2 separate regions of the Sus scrofa genome follow, and region 1 is linked to region 2. The links are chromatin contacts, called in public HiChIP or PLAC-seq maps. All regions are on one chromosome and are shown on one strand. The core of a region is the stretch at or near the end of the contact, and the rest is flanking DNA. Distances in the headings are between cores, read along the strand shown. Region 1 holds the start of KCNJ11 (ATP-sensitive inward rectifier potassium channel 11). Region 2 has its middle 13 kb from the start of ABCC8.

Region 1 (6,580 bases), core at 2,264-4,763, 100 kb after region 2:
TCCATATGCCGTGGGAGTGGCTCGAGAAAAGGCAAAAAGATGAGAAAGGAAAAAAAAAAAAAGAATGAACTCAGCCCTGCCCTGCTTCCCTGGGGGCTGTTTTCAGATGCCATCATCACGGAAGGTGGGGAGAACTTCAGCCAGGGCCAGAGGCAGCTGTTCTGCCTGGCCCGGGCCTTCGTGAGGAAAACCAGCATCTTCATCATGGATGAAGCCACGGCTTCCATTGACATGGCCACGGTCAGTGCTGGATGCCCCCATGGGCTGGGGGTTTTGGGAGTTTCCAGGGATATTAGGGAGAAGTTTGCACAAAGTAGTCCTGAAGTTCAAGTTGCTTTTAACATCAAGGGTCATTTGGGGCAGAAAAGGTGAACGGCTGACTCCAGGTAGTATCAGGGCATAGCAGCCATACACACAAGGTGCACACGGACCCACAGACCTCACACCCATCCCCTACCAGACAGCACACTCAGACACACTCAGGATGCACACATGCACACAGCCAGCCACCCAACAGGCTGAGTCCAGCTCCTGAATCCTGGGAACCTGCTTGGTCTTGTGAGGATTAGAGCCGGGGGGTGGGGGTCACGTGGGAGCTGGGCCACAAACCTGGGCCCCACATCCCCAAAGCCAGGCCCATCGGCACCAACTGGGCAGGTGAGCCAACAGCTGCTGCTCCCACCTGGCAGGAAAACATCCTCCAGAAGGTGGTGATGACGGCCTTTGCAGACCGCACTGTGGTCACCATCGCGGTAAGGAGCCCCCTGAGGGGGTGTGGGCGGGACACCCAGAGAGAGGGCTGCCCTCTGAGGCTGTCAATCAGAGAGCAGCGTCTGGGCTCACCTGTGCCTGGTAACCGCAAGAAGACCATGGAGCAGTGCAGGGCAAGGGGTCTGGCGGGCTTCGGGGAGCCTGGATTGCAGGATCTGGGGTGTAGGAGGCTTTGCACCTGCACCCCCCTCAAACCTCCCTGCTGTCTCTAGGTTCCAAGGCCCACCCCTTTCCCAGAGCAAATGGGAGATGGGGGCCTTGGTGGATCTCTGAGTCTTGAAGCCTGGAGGTGGGGGCAGAGCTAAGTCTCGGTGAGGGAGAGGGTGGCATTAGCAGATGGAGGGCTTGGAGTCGCCCCAGGAAAGGGCCGTCACCACAGAGAAAGAACATCCTGGCCACATGACTCCTCGTCCAAGTGCAGGAGGGATGCCCTCAACTGCCCCAGCCCTGTCCCCGCCACCCTGACAGCCCCTCCTGCCCGCCCAGCACCGCGTGCACACCATCCTGAGTGCAGACCTGGTGATTGTCCTGAAGCGTGGCGCCATCCTCGAGTTTGACAAGCCCGAGAAGCTCCTGAGCCAGAAGGACAGCGTCTTCGCCTCTTTTGTCCGTGCAGACAAGTGACCCACCGCCCGAGGGCCATCCCATGCCCCACCCTGCCCCACCTCCTGCCTGGGTTTTCTAACTATAAATCACTTGTAAATAAAGAGATGGGTTATTTCCTACTGAAGGCCGTGGGTCTGGTGGAAAGGGACTAGGGCAGGCTGTGGGTCCAGTGGAACCAGGAGGTGTACTACTTCAGGCATGGATGGATCCAGGTGTTTGACATCAGGGGTGATGGGTTCCATCTTCTTCTCCCTTCCCCATAGATGGCCATTAGCTCCTTCGGCTTATAGCCCTCCAAAAAAGAGACACTCTTTCCCAATAGTTCCAGCCAAAATCTTGGGAGCAAATCTCAATGGACCAACTTGGATCCCATCCCACTCCCACCCAATCACTGTGGTCAGAGGGCTACAATGGCTAGGCCTGAATCACATGTCCCCATCTCCATCCCATGTACAGGGACATTCAGAAGAGGGAGAAACCACAGTACATATAGCACAAGTCAGCCAGGTGGTGACTGGGAGATGCTGAGGCCCAAGCACTGGGGGGGTATAAAACCCCCCTATAGCTGCTCTCAGAGTCCTATGTGCATCATGAAACAGGAGTGCACACCTGTCCTCAGCCAAGAAATGGAAGGTGCTCATTTACATATCATTTTGATATCATTTACATGTTGCCTTCAGTACTGGCTGTACTTGGCCCTGAGGTGCGGACCTAGGAGACATGGGCCTGCAACCCTCTTGCTTGCAAGGTGCTCAGAATCATATAACATAAGGAAAGCCCACCAGTCATTGGAGAGGGGCCCAGCAGAGCTTTCTGCTTGTTCCAGGAGTCAGAGGAGCTCAGGAGGGAGAGTTGTGTGAGGCCTGGCTGGCTGCCTGGGAGAGGCAGAATTTAGGTTGGGCATGGGAAGGGTGGGAATTAGACAAGCAGAGAGATAGAAAGAAGGGCCCACAGTGGGAGGAGGAATAAGATCAGAGAGTCTTGAATGCCAGGACAAGACTACACCCAAAGGGGAATTGGAGAAGGTTTTCGAGAGAGCAATGAACCTGACAAGTAGAGAGTTGGGGGGAGACGAGTATGAGGAGCAGAGCAGGAGGAGGCTGAGCTCTTTAGGTGGGGGGCTTTAGGAGGAAAGGGTGAAGCAAGGAACAGCTGAGGCCTTGAGGCCACACCGTGAGGCAAGTCCTAGCCTTTCTAGCTCGGAGATGTCTCTGGGGGCCAAGCCGCCCCCTCCACTGTTGGGCCTCCAAGAAGCAGAGCCTGAGGAGGGAGAAGAGGATTCCACCAACCCTCCTTCCCCCCACCAAGGGATTGAAGGGAAGAAGCATGGGCACTGAGGCATGGCATGGCCCACACTGAAGTCTTGCAGAGATGCCCAAGGCCATCTCAGACCAACCCCTCTATAGCACCCCTGATGGTTGGCCAGCTTTGATTTGGATACCCCACAGATGTGAGTCATCCCTGGTCATTAGAACTAACTCTTTCATATGTAAGAACAAAGCCTACTTCTGTTCCACTCGGTGTCTACACTGGTTCTATACTTTGGCCCACACAAAACGACCAGTCCATCATCCTTGGACCCCAGGGGTTTCCCAAACTCCCTGGGAAGGCTTTCCAAGATTCTTTTTCTGATGGCTGAACAGCTGTAGTTACCCCAGAAGTTTCCTATGTGACTCTGTCTCCTTGAGCTCCCTACTCAACCTGTTTTCTCCTCCCCACCTGAAGCACTATATCTCTGGTAATTTATCCCAAGACCATACTTACCATAAGTAGTAGAGGGAGCCCAAGCCACAGAACAACCCTAGGCTGATGCCTGAAGTAGAAACACCACTCCCGTTCAGGCCGAGCCTGGGACCCCCAGTGCCTAAACCAGCCTGAACACAGCCCCTCAAACCCAGGTGCCTCCAGCCTAAGGTAGAAGGAATCTGGCTGCAGATGTAAGGAATTGCAAAGCAAGTGACTCAAAGCCTCTTTAAAATACAGGGGTGGGATTGGAAGTGTGGGTCATGATTCAGAAGATGCAACTACCCAGGTTTCTGGGCTGCGGCATCCAGTATTCTCAGTAGTGGGTATTAAAACTTTGTTTCTACACTTACTAAGGTCCTTTTTTTTTTTTTTTTTTTTTTTTCTGGGGAGGTTAATGTGTGGCTTTCATCAGATTCTCAAAGGATCCGTAACTCAGAAAAGATTAAGAGCATCTCCAAAGAAAAGAAGCGATCAGTTGAGAAGTCCTTGGGCCACCCTATCATCCGCAGTCACCAGGTTGGTGACACAGCCCCTCAGTACCTCCTTTCGCTGGAAACCCGCAAAGTGCAGGCGGGTGTTGACCCAACTGAGGAAGGGAAAACTGAGAGCAGGCGGCAGGGCTTCGTTTCCAAGGCTGGGTAGGCGGGTCACCACTCTCCTCATGCCCCCGCCCCACCTCGCCTCGCCCTAATTTCCTCGCGTATGGGATGGACGACCTTCTTCGGTCCATCTGATTGGGAAAAGTCCCAAAGCCGGACTGGGAGCCGGGAGAAGGAAGGTGATGGGAAGGTGAATGGCGGGAGGCGGGGCTTGCGCCTGTGCCCGCCCGCCCTCCAGCCCAGGAATGGGTTGGGCTCCCCCTGGCGGCCCCCGGCCCCTACGCCACGCCTCGGGCGCCCGGTGTCTTCAATCTTATATCCCACCCAGCACAGGTCGGTCTCCGCGGACCGACTGACCGACATTCGGACGGGAGGACGGCCCGCCACGAGCGCTCGGGCGGCAGGAGGGGGCGGGGAGACGACAACTGCGGTTTGAGGAGCAGGAGCAGGTGCCGCGGCGACGGGCGGGCGGGGCAGGGACGGAGCGCGGCGCCGGCGTGCGTGCGGCCGGCGAGGAGCCGGGAGGCCGCGGCTCGGAGTGAGCCCCGCCAGGTCGCGCTGGGGGCAAGGGGATCTGAAGTGCAGCTGGGTCGGGTGGTGACTCTGGAGGGCTCAGGGTCCCAAAGAGACCGAGAGGACGAGAGCTGGCGGGGGATCCGAAGAGCGGCGAGAGCGCTACGGGGGGGTGGGGTAGGAAAGAGGGAACAACCCTGGAGATGAGACGGTATGAAACTGGAGCTTGGAAGGGAGCCTGGGACAGAAATGGGTGAGGCGGGAGACACGGTGGGGATTGTGTGAGGTCTGGTCAGTTGGTGAGATCCAGAGGCGTGCTGTTCTCAGGTGGGGTAGGTGAGGTGAGAAGGAAAGCAGGGAGGGGAGAAGGGGTCCTAGGGATTCGCCCAGGGGTAGTTAGCTGCGGGGGAGGAGAGCTGAGCTGGGACCCGGCGCCAGGTGGGGAACAGGCAGAGTGGGGGTACGCTAGGCAGTGGGCAGGTGGGCTGAGGTGTGAGACTGGTATGAAGTGAAGCAGGGATCAGGTGGAGGTGATAATGAGTCTGGTTGGGGAGGCATCTCAGAAGTGAGGCCAGTGCAGACTGAGGGTGGTCCCAGGGAGGGAACCCCAGAGTAAGTCCTAGGCTCTGTCAGGGGGCTGCCCCTCCCCCATGGGGGAGGCCTCTCCCTGGTGGTCGCTGGAGCCATGCTGTCCCGCAAGGGCATCATCCCCGAGGAGTATGTGCTGACGCGGCTGGCAGAGGACCCTACAGAGCCCCGGTACCGTGCCCGCGAGCGGAGGGCCCGCTTCGTGTCCAAGAACGGCAACTGCAATGTGGCCCACAAGAACATTCGGGAGCAGGGCCGTTTCCTGCAGGACGTATTCACCACGCTGGTGGACCTCAAGTGGCCATACACGCTGCTCATCTTCACCATGTCCTTCCTGTGCAGCTGGCTGCTCTTTGCCATGGTCTGGTGGCTCATCGCCTTCGCCCACGGTGACCTGGCCCCAGGCGAGGGCGCCTCTGTGCCCTGCGTCACCAGCATCCACTCCTTCTCATCTGCCTTCCTTTTCTCCATCGAGGTCCAGGTGACCATTGGTTTTGGCGGGCGCATGGTGACCGAGGAGTGCCCTCTGGCCATCCTGATCCTCATTGTGCAGAACATCGTGGGGCTCATGATCAACGCCATCATGCTCGGCTGCATCTTCATGAAGACTGCGCAGGCCCACCGGCGGGCGGAAACCCTCATCTTCAGCAAGCATGCGGTCATCGCCGTGCGCCACGGCCGCCTCTGCTTCATGCTGCGGGTGGGTGACCTCCGCAAGAGCATGATCATCAGCGCCACCATCCACATGCAGGTGGTGCGCAAGACCACCAGCCCTGAGGGCGAGGTGGTACCCCTCCACCAGGTGGACATCCCCATGGAGAACGGTGTGGGCGGCAATAACATCTTCCTGGTGGCTCCCCTCATCATCTACCACATCATTGACGCCAAGAGCCCGCTCTACGACTTGGCACCCTGTGACCTGCACCACCATCAGGACCTTGAGATCATTGTCATCCTGGAAGGAGTGGTGGAAACCACAGGCATCACCACCCAGGCCCGCACCTCCTACCTGGCCGACGAGATCCTGTGGGGCCAGCGCTTCGTACCCATCGTGGCCGAGGAGGACGGCCGCTACACCGTGGACTACTCCAAGTTCGGCAACACCATCAAGGTGCCCACACCGCTCTGCTCGGCCCGCCAGCTCGATGAGGACCCCAGCCTGCTGGACGTCCTGACCCTCACCCGTGGGCCCCTGCGCAAGCGCAGCATGGCCGTGACCAAGGCCAAGCCCAAGTTCAGCATCTCTCCAGAGTCCCTGTCCTGAGCCCTGCTCCCCTGGGCCCCCCTCCGCATGTGTGCTCACGGCAGTGTGGCATGGTATGTAGAGCGGACGTGATGTGGGCCCCTTGGCCGGCCGGGACCTGGTGTGAGGCTGGGCCCTCCTCAGCTCAGCCTCCCCGCCTGCTGCTCGCCCAGGGTGTTGCAAGGCACTTGTCACTATTCTATTTCTGGCCTCAGCGGGAGCCTGTCCTGAGTTATTTTTGTCCCTGCTCCTCCCAGCCCCAACTCAGGACTGGCTTGTCCCCTTCCCCCTGCCCCAGGCTGGGGGAATCTGTGGGAAGTGTCAGACCCTACAGCCAAGTCTCCATCTAGTCCTGGGCCCCCACGACTAACTGGCCGCAAGCTGAGCTGGTGGCTGGGGAAGGACAGTCCCCAGATATGGGGCCTGCTGCTGTGTCCGTAGCCCCAAGAGATGCCTGTGGTCAGGACCCGGCCCTCCTTGTTGCCTGAAAAAGTGATGGATGAAAGGGTGGGTC
Region 2 (7,470 bases), core at 4,816-7,315:
TAAAAAAAAAATAAAATAAATAAAATAAAATATTTTCTTTGGTTTAAAAAAAAAAAGAAAAAAAAAAGAAATGGAAAGGGGAGTTCTCATGGCTCAGTGGCTTATGAACCCGACTAGTATCCATGAAGACGCAGGGTCAATCCCTGGCCTCGCTCAGTGGGTTAAGGATCCAGCATTGCTGTGAGCTGTGGTGTAGGTGGTAGCTGTAGCTCCGATTCGACCCCTAGCCTGGAAACTTCCATATGCTGCAGGTGTGGCCCTAAAAAGCCAAAAATAAAAATAAAAATAATTGGAAAGGTCCAGACAATGTGTATTGAGGTGGGGGCCTAAAGCAGTCCCTGGCCTTCTGTAGGGTCTCTGAGGGGCATTGCTGAGACCAGAGTCAACCTGGGAAATTGGGCCAGACATGAGGATTCACTTCAGTGCCAAGGCTGAGTACTCAGGACTAAAAACCCATCCAAGCCAAGGACTACACACACACCAGGCGTGGCCGACATCACACCTTCAATCCTAGCACTGTCTCTAACCAGGCAACCGGGCAAGTCTGGCCCATCAAAAGAACTCCATTTGCCACCTTTGCACCTAACCCCCATTATGGGGTATTCAGGAAAATTGAGGCCAAAAGGGGATGACTTGTCCAAGGTCCCCCTAAGTTGGTGGCATGGTTGACTTTTCTACTGTAATATGCAATGGGGGGGGGGGGAGACATGAAAAAAGCCTGGAAATTCAAGGATGCCTTTTGACTCTGAACTTTCAGCATTTTTTTTTGTTTGTTTGTTTTTTAGGGACACACCCATGGTCTATGGAGGTTCCCAGGCTAGGGGCTGAATTGGAGCTACAGCTGCTGGCCTATGCCACAGCCACAACAATGCCAGATCTGAGCCGAGTCTGTGACCTACACCACAGTTCACCACAACGCCAGATCCTTAACCCACAGAGCTAGGCCAGGGATGGAACTTGCAACCTCATGGTTCCTAGTCAGATTTGCTTCCTCTGCTCCATGACGGGAACTCCTGAACTTTGAGGATTTTATCCAGCTCACTGAAGTTTCTGCCCACAGCTAGTCCCTGAGTTTGAGCCAGCTTTGAGCCTCTCAGCTCTGCATATAGGAGTCAAAGTAAAAGGGCTAGGTCTGCAGCCTCTGCTTCCAGGACCCCTTTGGCCTTGTGCAGGGCTGAGAAGCTGATTTTTCACCCAATTCTAGCCTAATTCCCAAGCCTAAGTTTTGGGGAAAAAATTGTTTCCAGAGATGAAAGCCCTTTTCTCCTTCTGTCCCTGCAGTGACCCATCACAGTTCCCTGGGGCCCAAGCTGGCCATGCCTCTGTGAGAACTGGAGGGTCAGGCATAGCCCCTGGGGGGGACGGGGGGAGCAGGTGGGGCTGGCGCAGGAAGAGGACAAAGGGCAAAGGGCCCCTGGGGCCTGGGGTTTGTCACCCAGGAGGCCGCCCACAGGCCTTAATAGGGACAAGATTTCTATTAGCTATTAAGCATTTACTACAGGTCAAACACTACTGAGCCCTGAACATGTAATGACATTTAATCATTACAAGACGTTAGTAAGAGGTGGACAATGATGTTCCTTACACTAAGGAAACTGAGGTATTAAGTGACACTCCTGAGGTTAGGTAGTAAGTGGCAGAACCAGGTTGTGGATCTGGACTGGGGCGGGGAGGGGGGGTCCAGGGTCCATATCATTAATCATATGCTTTTTCCTGCTTTGAGGAGATGAGAGGGGAATGATGTATAGAATATGATTTCAGGAGCACCAGGAAAAACTCCAGCTATAAAATAATTCCTCTCTGCTTCTATTATCTCTGTGTCATGTGCCCATCACAGGGCAGAGTGAACCAACCAAAGCCTGACAGGTCAGGTAGCTGCTCTGCTTCATACTCTTCACTGGTTCCCTTGCCGCCTTCGGGGCAAAGTCCAAACTCCTCAGCCTGTTGTGGAAGCCTACATCACCAGACCCTGTGACAACTTCTCCAGCCGAGTCTCTTGCCCATCTCTTCTTTCACATCAGCCACACAGAACATGTTGCTTCCTGGGCTTTCCATGCTCCATCACATCCCTGTGCCTTTGTACATGCTCATTCTTCTCGGTCCTCCTCATGCCTCGTGAACCTCTATGCATCCTTCCAGGCCCAGGTCAACTGTACAAGGGGACCAATGGGCCTGGCATGGAAGCAGAACTCAGAATAAGTTCCTGCTCCCTCCTGAGATGGACCTTTTTGGGTCATGACAGACAACCAATTCAAGATGACTGCTTAAGTGAAAATTCCAGGAGTATTTGATGTCAGGTTTGGCTGGATCCAGGTGTTATAGCAATGACATCGGGAAAATGTTATGGCCATCTGTAATTGTCAGGGATTGGGGTGGGGGGAGGAATTTCCTCCCATGATTATGGGGTTTGGTTGGTCCGAAAGCTACAGGGTAGGTTAGCAGGCTGGAAACTCAGGGAAGAGTTGATGATGCAGCTGAATCTGAAGGTTATCACTAGGTACAATTCCCTCTATCCTCAGGGGACATTAGTCTTTTTTTTTCTTATGGCCTTCAACTGATTAGATGAGGCCCACCCACATTATGGAGAATAATCTTCTTTACTCAAAGTCTATTAATCTAATTTAAAGGTTAATTTCATCTGAAAAAAATACCTTTATAGTAGCTTTCCAATGTGTTTGACTGGATATCCAGGTACTGTGGTCCAGCCAAGTTGACATAAAATTACCCATCACACCATCTCTTGGCTCCATCCTCCTCTGGTTGGTTTCATTTTCAGATGAGCTCTTCCTACATGATGCCAAAATGGGCTCCAGTATTTAAAACATATTCACCCAGGTAATCCTACCCCAGTGGAAAAAGCATGCCTCTATCCTAATAGTTCCATCCAAATCCCAAAGATTTACTCTGATGAGCTTGACTTGGGGGTAAAGCCTTCCCTGATTGGGTCTGGGTCACATGTCCACTTGTGTAGTCCCATCATGGACTGAGTGAAGGGAAGGAGTGGGTTCCAAAGGGAAAATAGGAATGCTGTTACAGAGGACTTGGAATACAGCTGGGCAGGCACAAAGCAGGGTCCACTAAGGACCTTGGTTCCCCAAGACCCCTCTATGGATTTGACTATTCTAAGTATGTCATATGAGTGGAATCATATAGTATTTGTCTTTTTGTGACTGGCTTATTTCACTTAGAATAACTTCCTCACGTTGTAGTACATGATTTTAAGGCTGAATGATGTGCCACTATATTGATAGACCACATTTTGCTTATTCATTCACCTCTCAAGGGACCCTTGGGCTGCTTCTACCTTTGGCTATAGTGAATAACGCTGCTGTGAACATGGTATACAAATATCTCTTCAAGATTCAGCTTTCAATGATCTCGGGCATATGCCCATATGTGCAATCGCTGGATACATTTTGTTATCCTTTTGGGTAAGACCAGTTGTTCAGATAAATGGCAACAGATCTAATGCTCATAGTACATAAAGGGCAAAATGCTTCTAGGAAAAGAAAATTTTTTGGGTCTTTTAGGGCCACAACCTGGCATATGGAAATTCCCAGGCCAGGGGTCAAATTGGAGCTATAGCTGCCAGCCTATGCCACAGCCACAGCAACATGGGATCCGAGCCGCGTTTGCGACCTACACCACAGCTCATGGCAACGCTGGATCCTTAACCACTGAGCAAAGCCAGGGATCAAACCCATATCCTCCCAGACACTAGTTGGGTTGGTTACCACTGAGCCACAAGGGGAAGTCCCCCAAATTCCCCCTTTATATCTTATACATTTCCAAGTCTCAGGAGGCTGGGGCTTTTTTGTTTACAGGAGCACTGGGAAGTCCAAGGAAGTTTTTTGTTTGTTTGTTTTGTTTTTGTTTGTTTGTTTTGTCTTTTCTATGGCCGCACCCACTGTATATGGAGATTCCCAGGCTAGGGGTCGAATTGGAGCTGTAGCCACCGGCCTACGCCCGAGCCACAGCAACGCAGGATCTGAGCTGCGTCTGCAACCTACATCACAGCTCACGGCAATGCCAGATCCTTAACCCACTGAGAAAGGCCAGGGATCGAACCCGCAACCTCATGGTTCCTCGTCAGATTCGTTAACCACTGAGCCACAACAGGAACTCCCCAAGGAAGTTTTATTTCCCCACAGCAGAAGGGAAATACAACACCACTGGTCACAGGTAGGTAGACATGGAGGTTCTTAGCAAGACTCACAGCAAGAAATGGAGGCAGCCACCTCAGAGCAAGCAGAGTTTCTCCCTCTCTGCCTGTGTGCCACACAGCTGGCCACTCTGGCGACAGACTCTTCATCCGTCTAGGGCAATACCGAGACCAGTGAGTCAGCTCAGACTCTACTGTTCAGACCCCATTACATTGACAGATACCATGGGGCAAAATTCCACCTGCTAGGTCTCCATACCTTCAGCCCAGCTCAACAGACACCCACCTGGGAGCCACCTCAGGCCTGCAGCTCCTAACACAGGGTCCACGGATGGATTTAGGGAGGGTTTACAAGTCCCAGCATTTGAATCTCATTTTGGAGAAGTGATCCAAAGCGTTTATCAGATTTTCAGAAGTCTCTCTGACCCCAAAGAAGTTAAATCCATTCTATAAAGGGGTGACAGATTAAAAAAAACCCAATAATTTATTGGCATATACACCATACCATATATAAAATAGATCGGTAACACGGACCTACAGTATAGCACAGGGTAATTTACCCACCACTGTGTACTAGCCCATGTGGGAACAGAATCTGAAAAGCAATGGATGGATGTATATGTATAACTGGTTCACTGTGCTGAACACCTGAAACTAACACAACTTTCTAAGTTAACTATACTCCAATAAAATTTATTTTGTAAAAAACCCCCACAATTTTTGCGAGTTCCCGTCGTGGCTCAGTGGTTAACGAATCCAACCAGGAACCATGAGGTTGTGGGTTCGATCCCTGACCTTGCTCAGTGGATTAAGGATCCGGCGTTGCTGTGACCTGTGGTGTAGGTCGCAGACGCGACTCGGAACCCGTGTTGCTGTGGCCCTGGTGTAGGCCGGTGGCTACAGCTCCGATTCGACCCCTAGCCTGGGAACCTCCATATGCCGTGGGAGCAGCCCAAGAAATGGCAAAAAGACAAAAAAAAAAAAAAAAAAATCCCAAAAACTTTAATAGTGAGGGGTTGGGAACTCCCAAAAGATTAAAGAGTGAGCCCCCTCAGTGCAGGCTCTGTGTTCACCACTGCGTCTCTGGTACTTAGTAAGGTGCCTCTCACACAGTGTGTGCTCTATAGACATATACCAACAAGTGAACGAAGAAAAATCTCTTAAAAACCAAGTGCGCCTCCATGATATGACATAGTCAATGAGAAAATTAAATCCAGTTTATAGACATCATTTTTCCATTTAGCTGAGCAAGCACATAGCTGTTATGCCCTCAAGGATACATTATTACTGACAGATTTGTTCATTCATTTGTCCAATCATTCATTCATGTAACAAATACTGAGATTTGAGCACCTACTCTCTGCCAGAACCAAAGCTACTACATAAGACTCAGTCATGGCGTTCCCAGGGTAGCTCAGCGGTAATGAACCTGACTAGTATCCATGAGGATGCAGATTCACTCCCTGGCCTTGCTTAGTGGGTTATGAATCCAGCGTTGCCATGAGCTGTGGTGTAGGTCACAGACACAGCTGGGATCTGGCATTGCTGGGGCTGTGGTGTAGGCCAGCAGCTGCAGCAACAATCTGACTTCTAGCCTGGGAACCTCCATATGCCACAGATGAGGCCCTAGAAAGCCAAAAAAAAAAAAAAAAAAAGGACTCAGTCTCAGCCCCCAGTGAGCAGGTACAGACCTGCAGATAAATCTTCAGGGTACTGGGTAGCAGAGGCAGTGACAGGGACTGGCCAAAGTGCTGGGAGACCAAAGGGCGGGACCTTTAAGTGGCTCATCTAGCAAGTGGGTCAGGGAAGGCTTCACGAGGAAGTGACATTTGAGCCCAGGGCTGAAAGCTTAGAAGCAGCCAGTCAGGGGTCAGGGCACCCATTTTTAGCTGCCACAGCCTTGGTGCTGGGCACACCCAACAGGTGCTTCTTAAATGTGCATTATCAAATGAACAGTGAGCAGCGTCTACATGGGGAGCTCCTTAGCTGGAAATTCCAGAGCAGTAGTAATCCAGTCTCCCATTGTCCCCACGACCCCTCTCAGGGTGCTTCATCCCAGCAAGACTCATCACTTCCCTCACTGCATCAGGAAAGTCTGTTCCCAGCTTCCCCACCTTTACACACACTGAGAGTCCTCCCCGGCCAGACAGCCTCCCCTTCTATCCCTGCACAGGCTGGGCCACCCCTCAAGGCTGCCTTTCCGCTAAAGTTTCAAGAAGGCTAACTCTCCAAGCCTAGTCACCTTTTAAAAAAAAAATAAGTGGGAGTTCCCATCATGGCTCAGTGGTTAATGAATCTGACTGGGAACCATGAGGTTGCGGGTTCAATCCCTGGCCTTGCTCAGTGGGTTAAGGATCCAGCGTGACCGTGAGCTGTGGTATAGGTCACAGACCTACAGATCCTGCGTTGCTGTGGCTCTGGCATAGGCTGGCGGCTACAGCTCTGATTAGACCCCTGACCTGGGAACCTCCATATGCTTCAGGAGCGGCTCTAGAAAAGGCAAAAAGACAAAAAAAAAAAAAAAAAAAAAAAAAAAAGTGTATATTTACCTTGTTTTCTCAACCAGACTGTGAGCCCCAGAGTGTAGGACAATCTATTATTCCCAATCAGGAGGCAAATTCTGCCTGCATCAGAATCATCCAGAGGACTTGTCAAAATAAATTTCTCAACTCCATCCCCCAGAGTTTCAGATTTTATAAGTCCAGGGTGGGCCAGAGAATCTGCCTTTCTAACAAATTCCTAAGAGATGCTCTTGGTCCAGGGATCCCACTTTGAGGGATCCAGAGCTGGCCGAACTTGGGTTTCGATGCAGGCTATGCATCTCACTGGCTTGTGAGTCAGGGCACGTCCTTAGCCTCCCCCGGCTTCAGTTTCCTAAGGTCACAAAAAACACTCAGTTTTCAGGGTTACAGGGGAAACGAGCTGGCACACAGTGGATACCCAATCAATGCCCTAATGGACGGGCTAATTGCCTCTGTTACAGATCGGAGCACCCATTGACTGAGCCAAGTTATTTTTCCCAATTAGGGGAGCAAGTAACACCACAACACCCTCTACCATGAGGGGGCTGGACCAGCAGAGGAATTTGTTTTGATTTCTCCAGCTCCAGTGGAAAAGGTAATGCTTCTGTCTAAACTATTAGGCTCGCTCTTCTTAACAAAATATCTCCTGGCTCTGTCTGTTGCCCAAGTCTCAGAGCACCCACATCATTAAATGATTATCTTCTCAAGGGCACACTGGCTACTCAAAAGCTTAAAATTACATATATTCACCAATTTGAATTTTTAATGTATGAATTTTACTAAAAA

The links. HiChIP or PLAC-seq counts read pairs in DNA pulled down with a chosen protein or histone mark.
Region 1: a contact with region 2 is called in an H3K27ac HiChIP or PLAC-seq map of skeletal muscle. The contact joins the promoter of KCNJ11 here to the enhancer-like site in region 2. A contact is called at or near these places in 9 of 47 Hi-C or Micro-C datasets (alveolar macrophages, embryonic fibroblasts, fetal heart ventricle and 6 more) and 1 of 2 datasets of contacts at active chromatin or transcription factors (skeletal muscle).

Annotation. Positions count from the first base shown.
Region 1 is chr2:41,753,124-41,759,703 of Sscrofa11.1, forward strand. KCNJ11 (ATP-sensitive inward rectifier potassium channel 11) reads left to right here and starts at 3,514. Exons shown (of 1, transcript XM_005661104.3): 1 at 3,514-6,580. The coding sequence starts at 4,921. The coding sequence ends at 6,087. It overlaps ABCC8 (ATP-binding cassette sub-family C member 8), which reads left to right. Exons shown (of 40, transcript XM_005661102.3): 38 at 107-240; 39 at 690-752; 40 at 1,258-1,501. The coding sequence ends at 1,395.
Region 2 is chr2:41,650,641-41,658,110 of Sscrofa11.1, forward strand. No RefSeq gene overlaps it. Among named protein-coding and RNA genes, the nearest start is that of ABCC8, 13 kb to the right of the region's middle. Within about 2 kb of position 6,066, at least 1 of the 83 cell types and tissues checked has an H3K27ac peak or open chromatin away from gene starts, as enhancers often do. A contact at or near this core is called in skeletal muscle, where this site is marked.